Linked DNA regions of Mus musculus: region 2 is linked to region 1. Evidence: chromatin contacts called from public HiChIP or PLAC-seq data. All regions are on one chromosome and are shown on one strand. Each heading gives the region's core, a stretch centred on a gene start, on an enhancer-like site or on the middle of the called end of the contact. The rest is flanking DNA. Distances are from core to core; before and after follow the strand shown.

Region 1 (6,497 bases), core at 2,358-4,857:
GCATTCATTTCCCTCAAAGAATCAGTGTTTTCTGTGTCTCAGGGCCACCCTAAACTTGAATCTTAAACATCTAATCAAATGTACAGAGTTGCCTGACCATGGCCAGTATTCCAAATTCCTGTGGGGGAAAGGTCTTACTGGCTCAGCTTTACTTGTGATCCTAGCTCTGATCCAATGAGCTGGGAGCAGAGGACAGGCTTGTGCTAGAAAGACGTGGGCAGAGGAGGCACCCTGTAGGCTCTGGAGTCAGCTCCCAGATAAAAGGGAAATCACTAGGAACTTGGCAGACACTCCTAAAGATATCATCTATAATTATCTTCACAAATGAGGCTCAGCACATTTTTCACCACAAATGGGTTTTTGAGAGAATAATAAATGCTGGGTTCCCATGACATGCTAATTAATAGCCTGATCTCTGCCAAAGAAAATTCTAAAAGTATTTTTAATTATTAAACCAAACCTAATTGCATCCTAAATAATTTGAGTTGGGTATTTGGCAACCTCCACTTCCGGGACCTCTCTACTCCTTAAGGAGCACCTCTTCCTGGAGGTGAGAACTAAGGAGCACTCTTCCTGGAGGTGAGAACCAAGCTTCTCTGCTTGGGGGCTCTTAATCAGTAATGTCCCCAACCCATGTAGGAGAACTGATCAGCAGCACCCCCTCTATCCTGCCCATCTTCTCCTCCAATCAGGCAGCCTAACAGGACTGTCTTCTTACTAACATCTTCGACACCCCCACCCCTGCATATTGACTCACGTAGTCTAGCAGGATAATTCTTTGATTTCCAGAGATTGTTTTTTTTTTTTTTTTCAAATTTCAGCATCCTTATAAGGCCTACCCTGAACAACCTATTAGCCATTGCAACCCCCATCCCAACAGTCCTGATTCCCTCAGACCTTCTCTCTCATGACCCCATCCTCACCCCACACACACTAAGATATTGATACTATACTTAAGATTCCCTAATTCTAACATGTGAAATCCAAAGTGCTCCAAAATCCATTTTTTATCTGATCACTGACATTACCACGGGAGGAAAAATTCCAAACCTGCAGCCAAAAAGCAGAAACATTGAAAATATTGTGTAAAATTACCTTCAGCTACTGTGCCTAGCAAACACATGAAACAAACTGTGTCCAGACTTGAGTCCCAATCCCAAGATATCTCATTATATACATGCAAATATTTGAAAAGCAGAAATAAAATTCCAAATTTGAAACACTACTGGTCCCAAGAAACTCAAGTAAGGGATACTGAACATATATAATATACGCAGTAGGATTTTGATACCCACTGGCACCAAAGCCCCCAAAGGAAATGGATGGCACACTGAGATTTTAGTAATTCAGGGAACTTTCTTTTGCAACCCTCCTTGCACAGAAGAGAAACAGTCAAAGATAGTGCAGAAAGTGTTAGAGGCAGCAGACAGGTAACCAGCTCTGGGCCAAGGCAAGGGGAGAGATTTCTAGAGCCTGGAAGGATAGAGTCAGGTAAAGGAAGCTGCACTGAGGGTAAGAGTGGCCTTCCACTGAGAGACATGTTCACCCGATAGCCCAAATACCTAACCTCATTGTCATCTCCTCAGTGGCTGCACCCAATAGGATGGCAGGGAAGCTGCTGCATGGGACAGGCAGAAGACTGCTGTCAAGCCGGTAGGAAGAAAGGCCACCTGGCACAACGTCGTTCAAGTTCAGGAGTTTTCCTTTAGACTAAGTTTTATCGGTTTCCTTTAGTGTTAAATTTTATCGGATTTTTTCCCCATCTATTAAAACAATCACACATACCCACACACAGAGAAATGCCTACCCACACAAAAATAAACAATTCTCTGGGTTTTCTTTTCTCCAGCTAATACAGTCTAGAGTTTATAATGGTGAGCCATGGTGCGTTTCTGGCATAAACTCAACTTGGTCGTGAGATAAGTGCACACATACATTGCTGAACTGCATTTCCTTCGACTGTGTATCTGCCTTAATGAAGGAGACAGACCTACACTTTTCCAACACAGTTTTATATCAGCTTTGCCATCAAGATTGAATTATTCTTGGAAAATTGAGATTTCACACCCTTCTTTTCCAAAACATTTATTATAGCAACACAGAATTGCTCTAGTTCCCTAACATTTAGTAAAAAACATTTTTAGACTCTTGGACTTTTAAGGAAAGTGATAATTTTTCCTACTAGCTTAATTAATAGGTCTGGGTTGGTTTGAGTATCTTATTCTTTCTGAGTGTTTCTTAGAAATCACCAAAGCAAGCTTTTGAATTTATTGTTGCGGGGTCTTATCTTCTTTGTATTTAATCTTATGCTAAGTCCTGTGAAATGAATCTTCCAGCTTTCAGTATGTGTTTACAGTGTGTGTGTGTGTGTGTGTGTGTGTGTGTGTGTGTGTGTGTGTGTGTGTGTGTGTGTGTGTGTGCTGGCTAGAAGCTGATGTCAGCTAGCTTCTTTAATCACCCTCTACTTTATTTACTTACACAGAGCCTCTGGCTGAACCTGGAGTTCACCAATTCAAAGTTTAGCCCATTTATCCTGGGCATCCCATTTCTACCTCCCAAGTAGTAGGGCTCACACTTTGATGGTGAGCGTTATCTGCCGAGCCACCTACTCATCCCCAGATACATTTATTTTACTTCAGTACTGGGCAATGAACACATGGCCTCTTACATGCTAAAACAACATGCTCTGCTGCTCTGTTCAACTTCAGCCCTGTAGCTCTTCCATAATAAGCAGCATTAAAGAGAACTGAGCCTTAATTTAAAATTGTGAGCCTGGATCTTTTATGGAGCATTTCCCGATCTCCTTTCCTGAATATAAATAACTTCTTACCTGGCCTAAGTGTCTTATGGATCGGCTTCTCACAAATATGTGCATTTCTGTTTTCTGATCTAGAGAAATATTTATCTTGTACTAAAGCCAAATCATGTCATGTAAACCTTTTTTGGGGGGTGGGGTGGGGTTCAGGGGTTTCATGGATAGCTCCTCTGAACAAACAACTGCACTGTAAATCAGAAATCCTTCTTGGGCCTTAAGTTGTCTCCATGATCATCTCCCTAAAGCTGGCATAGTGTCACTTTCTTCACTTCCCAGAATTTTAAGAGACATGTTAGGTCACTGTGCCAAACACATGCTACATTTTCTTGAAGTTGCTCTGACCCACCTTCCTTGTCTTTTAATAAACAAAACCAGCCTCTCCTAAGTCAGTGATTGTCACCAAGTGCAGAGGTTGGTGGTACTTGGTTGATTGATCCTCCGGTCCCGAAGCCCTAGCACATATTCCAGCTGATGATATTGATCATGTGTTGACGAGTCAGGTCATTCAGAAACCTTTAGGCAAATATATTTCCTAATGTTAAAAAAATGAAAAAGTACCACCCTACCGTTCCCCTAAACAACTCCTTCTGGTGTGATTCTTCTGCAAAGGATGAAGAGAAGCAACTGCCTTCCTCTGTAGGGGAAGGGAGGTGTGCGTGCGCGTGCGCGTGTGCGTGTGTGCGTGTGTGTGTGTGTGCATGTGCGTGTGTCCAGGATTCACTGGGCTGGCATATTTACATGAAGCCAGTTTGCCCAACTGTTTCCCTGTATTGCTTCCCTGTATAGTTCTGTGCAGGTGGAAGCTTGTTGGCACTGCCGCTTGCTGCCATCTAGTGGCTTGGCAAAGAGAACGTGTGGTTCTTCAGGTTCCTTTTTCAGAAAGTAGATGCCTAGAGGGCTCTTAACAATAGCTACCATTTAGCCTTGATCAGAAATGTGAACCTAAATAGACGGCTAAGGACAAAGGAAAGGGGCTCAGACAACCATACTATCAAACCAGAAGCCTGGCCCAAAGAGTACTTTTTTAAATGACCCAAATATTTTGGTTTATTCCAACTCAGTGTCCACACTATACACACAGATCATCTACAGTCTCCTTGGATGTGGTTCCTTCAGTCATTAGTAGCAATGTGGGATCATTCCACACCCCAACCTTTAAAGAAATCTTCAGCATCTCTGGGGGAGTTCTGAAAACTTTCTACTTACAAGACATAACGCAAGCCTGGAAAATCTCCAGCCCCGGTGAAGTGCCTGGAGACTTTGTTTTGAAATGCAAGGGCATTCTGAGAATCAGCCTTCCAGGAAGCAAACTATGAGGTGAAGAACATGGTTTGATATATGGTACACATCTGAGCTTGAGTCCTAGTGATGCCACTTTCCAGTTGGGCAAACCTGGACAAATCGTCAGCCTTTCTAAAATGGGACCCTTAGAATTTATAAGGTCTTCCAAAGAACGACATATGATGGTACATTTCCTCGTGCATACAGTAAGAAATGATGGCTACACAGCCATTCAGTCTCACGAATAGACACATCCTTAAGACTCACCCATGCAGAGGAGACACAAACTTTTCTGTTCTCCCATTTAACCAAGCCCCTGGCTGTCATAGATTCTTCTTCCCACAGGTGTCTGGAAGGGTCCCCCACTCTTGGTCTCTCCCTCCAGCATTCTGGCACAATCAACTGCTGTATCCAGAACTAGCATCTTCATGCCCTGAAATGCTAAGAGTGGGGGGAACAAACAGCTTCTCTTAGTCACCGCTCATGGCTTCTTTACTAGGTTAAGTTCCAAGGTCCGACCGCATGGGAAATGTGTCTAATAGTCACCAGTGATTATGACTAAGGCGGCTGAGGATGCTTCTCTGCTGAGACTAGGGCAGGCAGACCGTTCTCACCTCAGAGACTTCCTGGATGCAAAGAGCTCAGCTCTGTCTCCCTGAGTGAATAAACTCTGCAGACACCCTCTGCATGTCGATGTGAGGAGACAAGCTTTGTCTTCCATGCTCAACTTTGTAGAGTCCAAACTCTTTTGTGGAGAAGGAAGGCTGGGCAGTGGGCTGGGGCGATGGCTCAGTGGATAAGGTGCTTGCTGTGCAGGGATGAGGACCAGACTGGTTACTCAACACCCGAAAAACTAAAAAGCCCAGTCTGAAAGAATTCAGTGATGACAGGCACATCTGTAATGACAGGCACATCTGTAAAGCCAGCAGACTGGGATTGGAGGGGCTTTGTGTAAAAACAGATGTTCCCAGGGGTGCCCAGCCCAGCCATTTAGTGGAAACAGTTACAAGATCAGTGAGAGACCTTGTCTCAAAAACAAAAAGTAAGGTTGAGAGCTGTAGAATAACATCTGACATCAACCCTTAGTCTCTACAGGTATATGCAGTGATGTGTGTGTGCGCACACGTATACACACACACACACACACACACACACACTGGGGGCAAGGAGAAACTTAGACAGGCCCACGGATAAACTCCTGCTCAGTTTCAGTGAACCTTTTAAGCTCCAATAAATGTCTTCCATAAACCTTACTCCCTGCTTAAAAAAAAAAAAAATGACCCTACCATTTGTTAGCAGTTTGTACTTTTCTCTCTTTTTTTTAAAGATTTATTTATTTATTATATGTAAGTACACTGTAGCTGTCTTCAGACATTCCAGAAGAGGGCATCAGGTCTCATTATGGATGGTTGTGAGCCACCATGTGGTTGCTGGGATTTGAACTCAGGACCTTCAGAAGAGCAGTCAGTGCTCTTAACCACTGAACCATCTTGCCAGCCCAGTTTGTACTTTTCTCTTAAGCATGCCTTGTCACCCATGATTACTGAAGGAACTTCCCCCAGAGACCTCCCTAAGGACTGGGACAGCACTGGGTGGTTAAGGGAAGATCAGGTGTGTCTCCAGTCTCTTTCATCTCTACTAGTCTAAGACCCCAGCTATTTGGTAACTTTAAACACGATCCCTCAATCCCTGACCAAGATTTTGATTAATAACTCACTGAAGACACTGAGCTAGAACAATAAAGAACCCTGTAGGTCAAAAAGCCCTTCCCACAGACGACAGTGGTGACACTGGGTATGACCTTCCCTGTGTGTGCCCAGGAGGAAGTGCCGCTTTCACACAATGCTCGGGTAGTTTAATGTACCTGCTTTTGTGTTTCATCGTCTCATGGTGTGAGGGATGCTGAACACTCTAAATTTTGGACTTCTAGAAGCTTGAACCCATTGACCTGCCACAAGCAATTACCTCTGAAAGGCTTCTGTGCCATCAAGAAGGCAGAACAAAGTCCAACACAAAGGTGAGCTGGGGCGGTTGTAGACTGGGGGAAGTGGGTGAGACTGGGAGAGTCGCTCTTTTCAAGTTTCCCCTTCACACAGGAGTTCAAAGCCAACGCAGACTGTTCAGTCCTTGGCAGGTAGAATGAAAAGCATCAGTGCTTGCTTATGCCTGCTTGCAACTGGCAAGTGCCCTCCACCCTCGGGTGAGGCCAGGCTCCGTCTGCTTTGTGGAGAAAAGAGAGCCATGTAGATGAAAAGGGAATCTTGCGTGGAAACTGGTGGTTCTACAAGTTTTCATCTGTGCTGGGGGAAGCCAGCACAGCTCTTCCCTTCACTCCTCCTGGGTTTAAAAAAACGATCTCTCAAAACCCAGGGAGAGCTTCTCCAGAAGTTATTCCTGACTT
Region 2 (6,497 bases), core at 1,901-4,400, 250 kb before region 1:
TGTCTGCACAGCCACAACTAAGCAAAGCAGAACACCAAGCTTCTCATGCAGAGATGGACACTCCATGTATCATTCATTACCTCAGGACATGAAGTGCTAGCTAAGCATGAGCCTTAGAAAATCTCTTCAAAATCTGCAGATTTCAGAATTCTTTCTCCAGTGAAATCACCTCGAAATTAAATTATGATGAGGGTAATGACCATGCCAGCAACTAGCAATGAGCTTTATATCAGTTGTGTTCTTATTAGTTCTAAGCAGGTAACCTTTGTGCTAGAGACGTTCACTTGATAAGCATTGTTCAGGAAATACCTGCTGTGGTGCTCTTACAATATTTTTCATTAAATAAATGAACAAATTCTCTAACACCTATAAGAAAAATACCTTAGGTCTTTGTAGACTGTGCTCACAGAAAGCAATATATGAAACACCTCATCACGTTTTCTGAAGGGTTAAGTTTCTATGAAATGTACAATTTCCTTTTCTGTGAGACTAATTGTACAAAGATTGATTTTGATTTCACAGAACTTATTTCAGTGGCTGTAACCACAACTTTATTGCTATCGCAGTAGTGCAGGGAGCTTGGATTCCCAGTTCCAGTCCACCCACCCCATCCCATCCTATCTCACTACTTCCCATTATGCTATACCCTACTCCACCACATCCCATCCCGTTGGACCCTGTCCCATGTCAATAAATCCCATCCTCCCCCTCATACATTCCATCCCACCACATCCACCCCCACCCACCCACATCCCACCCCCACAAATCCTACCCCACCTCATTCCCTGTCATAACATCATATTCCACCCTATCACAAGTCATCCATCCTATCCATCCCATCTGTATAACTAATGAAAAAAAATCACAGGTGCTGAAATGGTTGCACCAAGTCTTTGGTAGTAGGACATTTTACATCTTTAAATTGTTCATTTTGTAACCTTGGGCAAGCTGCTTAAATACTCTAGGTGTTATTTTCCTAGACTATCTGAATAGGGGAAATCAAACTACCTAGATTCTTGAAATCATTCCACTGCAAGTTCCTGTCCTGAGTCTGCAGAGACTGAACAAGGCCCTGTGCAAAGGGGTGGTTGGGAGAGAGGAGTTTCTGAGCACCAGAAGGGCTTCTGTTCACACCAGCATGTCCTTCAAGCACTGGCCACATCCCCGGTCTTACTCGTGGTTGCTATGGTTTTCCACATCTCCTGGCTTGGAGATTCATGGATTTGCTAAATAATGTGTGCTAAAGCCTCAGTGGCACTCTGAGTCATTTGTGAGGATTCAAGACAATTTTCCAGAGTTGTTTTCTGGCTCAGAGAGTTCCAGTGCCAAAAAACAAGCACTTCGCAAGCCACAGATGTGCACTTATGGTCAGTGCACATTTAAATGAAACATTATGACTGCTCTGTACATTTGTCTGAAAAAAAAAAAATCACCAAACTCAGCCCCAGTAGGGGTTTTACTCCATTGCTTATCGGAATGCATTCTTCTGCTGGGGTAATATAAAGATACACTTAATGTATTTTCTGTTTTGTAGAGACTATATTGGGCCCACAAATATACCCTAGCCTCTTGAGAAGAAGAAAGCACCAGGGGTTTCACTCCTAAAATTCCTGAAATAAGGGGCATGATTACACGGTAATATTCCTCTTGCTGCGTGAGGTCCCACAGAACACAGTAGCACTCAGTGGATTAATAACTGAGTAGTTTGTGAAGCAGATTGCTGCAACACTGCAAACACTCTAGCTTCTTATTGCCACCTGCACTGAACAGCCTCAGTTTCCCTCCTTCCTCACCCCTTCCCTTGATTCCCTTGCTGCCACCTCCCCCGCCCCCCAAGTGTGCTTGAGAGACTGTACCTTATGAATAGATCTACCAGAATCTTAGTCTCAGTTTGGAGTGCTGTCAAAACCAAACAAACAAAACCAAAACCAAACAAACAAAAAACACCCAGCAAACAAACAAACAAAACCTCCTAGACTATGTACAAGATCTATCTTGTACATTTATGGAGGCTGGAAAGTGTAATATTAAGGAGTCAGTATCTTGATGTCTGGTATTTTGTAAATAGTTGCCTTTTTACTTAATCTTCATAGTGGAAAGGAGGGAAAGGGACAGGGGGAGGGGAGGGGGAGGGGAGGGAAGGGAAGGGAAGGGAAAGGGAGGAGAAGGGGAGGGAAGGGAAGGGAAGGGAAGGGAAGGGAAGGGAAGGGAAGGGAAGGGAAGGGGGGGAAGGGAAGGGAAGGGAAGGGAAGGGAAGGGAAGGGAAGGGAAGGGAGGGGAGAGATCTTGTCTCTTCCTTTTTTGGCTATAGCTATGAATCCTATCCTGGGACTCTTCTTTTGTGACCTCCTCTAAGTCAAATTACTTCCCCAATGTCCTGTAATCAGCTTGACTGCCTCAGCCACAGCTGTTCTCTCCACGGTGTTTTTTTCCACCATGACAAGTTGTAACCTCAAACTATGAACAAAGGTAAAATTTGGCTTACGTGGCGTGATAACACACCATGACCAAAAGCAACATGGGCCACAGCTGGTCACATGGCCTCTGCAACCAAGAAGTGGAGCAAGGTGTATGACCCTACCCCTGGGTAATAGCACCCAGCTTAGAGTGAGCCTTTCCTCCTCAGTTAAACCTCTAGAGATGGCCTCACCATCACATCTAAAGGCCATTCCACTGGAGGCAGCTCCTCAGTTGAGGTTCACTCTTCCCGGAGAACAAGTTTTCAAAAACTAACAAGTATACTTCCTTAGGTTTCTTTTGGTCTGATGTCTTTTTGGATCAATGAGGAAAATGAATAATAATAGCACCTGGCTAGTCTATATACTGAAGCCCTTACCCCTATATGTGGAAATGATTCAAATCCTGTCAAACTGGGCCTCAAGATTAAGCAGCAAAGGGTGAACAAATATTCTGTCGACAGCCACCAAACTCCCTTGACCTGCCCTTGGGAACAGAGCTGTGGTTTAAAAAGAAGAAATGGGGGCCGGAGGAGAGTGAAGTTGGGGTGTTCACCTGTGCCCTAGTAGACTGTGTCTGTTGTCAGGTGTCCTGTACTTCTTCCCTACCAGCTTCCTCTCCTTGACCTCTCTGGAGATCAAGAGGAAATGGTGGCTGTTTCCTGTTTTTGACTGAAGTCTTTACTCTGTAGATTCTTTTAGAAACAATCATAGTCTCAGCTGACCTCTACTCCTACCCCTGCTAGAGCACGTTAAGGTCTATGGTGGTTTGGCTGATTTACCAGCTAAAGAATTTATGACAAAGATCACTTAAAATCATCGTTGCAGAGTAGGGCTACGGCTCAGTGATCCAGCACTTGCCTAGCATACACGTGGGCCTGGATGTCCTTTAGTACCACAAAGAAGATAAACCAACAAACAGCCAGAAACCCCTACAAAGCACTCTCTGCAACTATACTTAGGGTGACTTATGGTTATTCCTACAATGACTTGGGGGAAAGGGACACCAAAGTGATTTGTCCAAGAAATCATACTCTCCCTTGATTCCAAAACACATCTTCTCTATTTTCTTGGGTTGTTTGTTTGCTTGCTTCTTGTTTGCATGGAGCTACAATAAGATGAACATTCTGCATTTTTAGTGGGTTAATAAATTTCTACAAACTTGATGGAAAGAAATTAGACATTTTTAGTAAAGGACTTCAAAACATTTTGATGTGAGTGCGCTTAGAAAAACGGCCAGTTGCAAGCTTAGTGGTTAGGGACCCTGGCTGCTACTGTGATCCTTGAGGTCTGGTGCCTTGGCCTAGCTAGGAGTGACAACAGAATAAAGAAAAGACAGTGACACAGAAGAAACAACAGGTCAGGTGGGCCCTGTGCACTCTGCTAGAGCATAGCAGTGCACAAGCACAAGGAACCTAGGCATGTTAGGTAGGCACAGAGGGAGACATTAGCTGGTCTCCTATGAAGTCTGCAGGAGAACAGTCTCCGGCTGTAAACAGAAGTGGAAGAAGCTGTTTGCACACACTGCCGACGTTCACACTGAGACCAGAAAAAGGCTTTGCCGATTCCAAGCCTGACCCACATAGAGAAGGCTTTGCCAGTTCTCTGGGAGTCTTGACATTTTGGTCCCTGTCATTCACTCAAGGCTGCCTCAGCTCCTCGGAGAGCCTACTCTGTCCATTTCCCAGCACCACGTGGTAGCTCACAACCATCTGCAGCACCACTTTCAAAGAATATGATGCCCTCTTCTGTCCTCTGTGGGAACCAGGAACACAAACACACATACACAAATAAGGTACAACTCACTGACCACATGAGGCTCAAGAGGAAGAAAGACCAATCTATTCTATTTCCCTTTCCTGGGGAGATGACCTACTCTCCGCAAGTCCCTTACCCTATATCTAATCTCTGTGGTTATATGGATAGCCTGCTGATCGAAGGCTTAACAGTTAGAATCCACATATAGAGGCTTAAGTTTTAATTTCTAATTTTTCTAATTTCAGATTTTTTTTCTGCTGCTACTTCTACTCCTCCTATTCCTTCTCCTCCTCCTCTCTTCTTTTTCTTCAGATATCCAGGTCCACAAAACCACTTGATGAAGAAACTATCCATATATGCAAAGGTTTACTTCTCATCTTTCTAGTCTGTCTCAGTGATAAAAATAATCCATACTTTATTCATCACTGTTGTTTTATAGTATATTTTAAAATCATTCCTATATATTTTTAACAAGAAAACCTTAGTCTTTCTTCAGATCTACCTAATATATTGATTATGTATTATTATGTATTATTATTATTATTATTATATTTTATTTCTGCACCACCTACAGGGTCTTTTCTCTCCTCCCCAATCCTTTTTCTCCTTGTGAGTTTTGTAACTATTCCTTGGGATGGGGGTATGGAAATCAGTTTTACTCCTCATTCCTAAATTTTGTATTCAGTATACCAAGCTTGATTCAATCTCCTGGTTTTCCAAGTCAGACAGACAGACTGTGTAAGTGTGGGCTGCCTGGTAAGATGAAGAGATTTCAGGGCAGTGCGGTGGGCAAGGAAGAGCATTGTCTAGTTTTACAAGCAGTACATTGGTTATAGTGCCATGTTACTTTAGAAAGTACAGAAGCCTGAAGGAATGGGGCATGGTTGAAGTCCATGTGGAAAAAGACAGTGAAGGAGGAAGTGTTTTAAATACCTGAACCTGAGCTACCAGTATAGGGAGCAACATCTGAGTGGAAAGCAGTGGAAACAGGGGTGGGAAGAGACTGCAGACAGGTTTTGCTTTTTATTAATACAGTCTAAGCACCGTGTGGCCCCAAAGTAACTCCTGACAAGCTGTGAGGACAGGTTGCCTCTGGCTCAGTGTAAAGCGCACAGAACAGTAAGCATCATGATGACTTGCATTTACTGAGAAAGCTCTAGGTTGAGGCACCATGCCAAGCACACAGGTTCTGCCTTTTAATCCTTTCAATAATGCAGCAGCTTTCGCTTTATAATCTCCGTTCTATTGATAGGGCAAATGAAGCTCCGAGAAAAAGAAGTGATTTGTCTGAGTTACACAGCAAGTATGAAACTGAGTTCTGAATCTGGATCCATCCTTCTGCTATTGAAATGAGGCTTCACTGACGCCAAAGGTCCTGAGTTTGTGTCTCAGCTCCACTGGTCGTGGTGTATCCTCGTTAGGGTTACTATGGCTCCTACAAAACACTACAAGCAAAGCAACCTGAGGAGTAAAGGGTTTATTTTGCTTATGCCTCTCCGTCACTATCCATCACTGAAAGAAATCAGGACAAGAACTCAAACAGGGCAGGAACCTGGAGGCAGGAGCTGACGCAGAGGCTATGGATAAGTGCTGCTTACTAGCTGATTCCTCATGGCTTGCTCAACCTGCTTTCTTATAAAACCCAGGGCCACAGCCCAGGAATGGTGCCTCCCACAATAGACCAGGCCCTTATCCATCAAGATCTAATTAAAAAAAAAAAAAGCTCTATGGCTTGCCTGCAGCTCAATTTATTGTAGGCATTTTCTCCACAAGGCTTCCTCCTCTCTTATAACACTAGCTTGTGTCAAGTTGACATAAAACTAGCCAGCACACAGTGTGACCTTTCCAGGCACCAAACATCTCCTGCAATGAACTTCTTATGTCACACATGGCAATTTTCATATAGTTTATATTTCACGTGTTGCACGGAGTCTGTAAGAGCATTTTGAAGCAGATTCTTACACTTCATCCTCCACAAAGGAACTGAGGAATATCAAAAATTATGCCTATTCTGTTAACCTGTTTTGTTATTCTAGCAATAGTTATCAGAACTGGAAAGTGTCAGTGAAGAACACAGTAAAGTTGCTCCATAAAACCAGGTGCTGGTCCTGACCATCACCTGACCTGGTGCTATAAATCTGAACCCAGAGGAAAAGACAAGTGTCTTTTGCCTATTCCCAGAGGCACGCATACCTGGAAGCTAACATGAAGGGAATTCAGGCTCCTTCCCTTCAATGGCACCTTCTAAGGCTCCAGGAACAACCCAGGAAATGAGTTGACTTT

Evidence for each region. HiChIP or PLAC-seq counts read pairs in DNA pulled down with a chosen protein or histone mark.
Region 2: a contact with region 1 is called in a CTCF HiChIP or PLAC-seq map of pro-B cells, with 5 times the contacts expected there. The contact joins two enhancer-like sites. A contact is called at or near these places in 4 of 39 promoter capture datasets (hippocampal neurons, liver, neural stem cells and 1 more), 2 of 15 datasets of contacts at CTCF or cohesin (large pre-B cells and pro-B cells), 2 of 484 Hi-C or Micro-C datasets (cerebral cortex and uterus), 2 of 115 datasets of contacts at active chromatin or transcription factors (embryonic stem cells and large pre-B cells) and 1 of 9 other capture datasets (embryonic stem cells).

The regions. Positions count from the first base shown.
Region 1 is chr14:49,235,496-49,241,992 of GRCm38.p6, reverse strand. It overlaps ccdc198 (coiled-coil domain containing 198), which reads left to right. Exons shown (of 7, transcript NM_025956.4): 4 at 6,027-6,113. Among named protein-coding and RNA genes, the nearest start is that of ccdc198, 6.7 kb to the left of the region's middle. Within about 2 kb of position 3,607, at least 7 of the 459 cell types and tissues checked have an H3K27ac peak or open chromatin away from gene starts, as enhancers often do. A contact at or near this core is called in pro-B cells, where this site is marked.
Region 2 is chr14:49,487,429-49,493,925 of GRCm38.p6, reverse strand. All of the region lies in intron 1 of Slc35f4 (solute carrier family 35, member F4), which reads left to right. Among named protein-coding and RNA genes, the nearest start is that of Slc35f4, 35 kb to the left of the region's middle. Within about 2 kb of position 3,150, at least 7 of the 459 cell types and tissues checked have an H3K27ac peak or open chromatin away from gene starts, as enhancers often do. A contact at or near this core is called in pro-B cells, where this site is marked.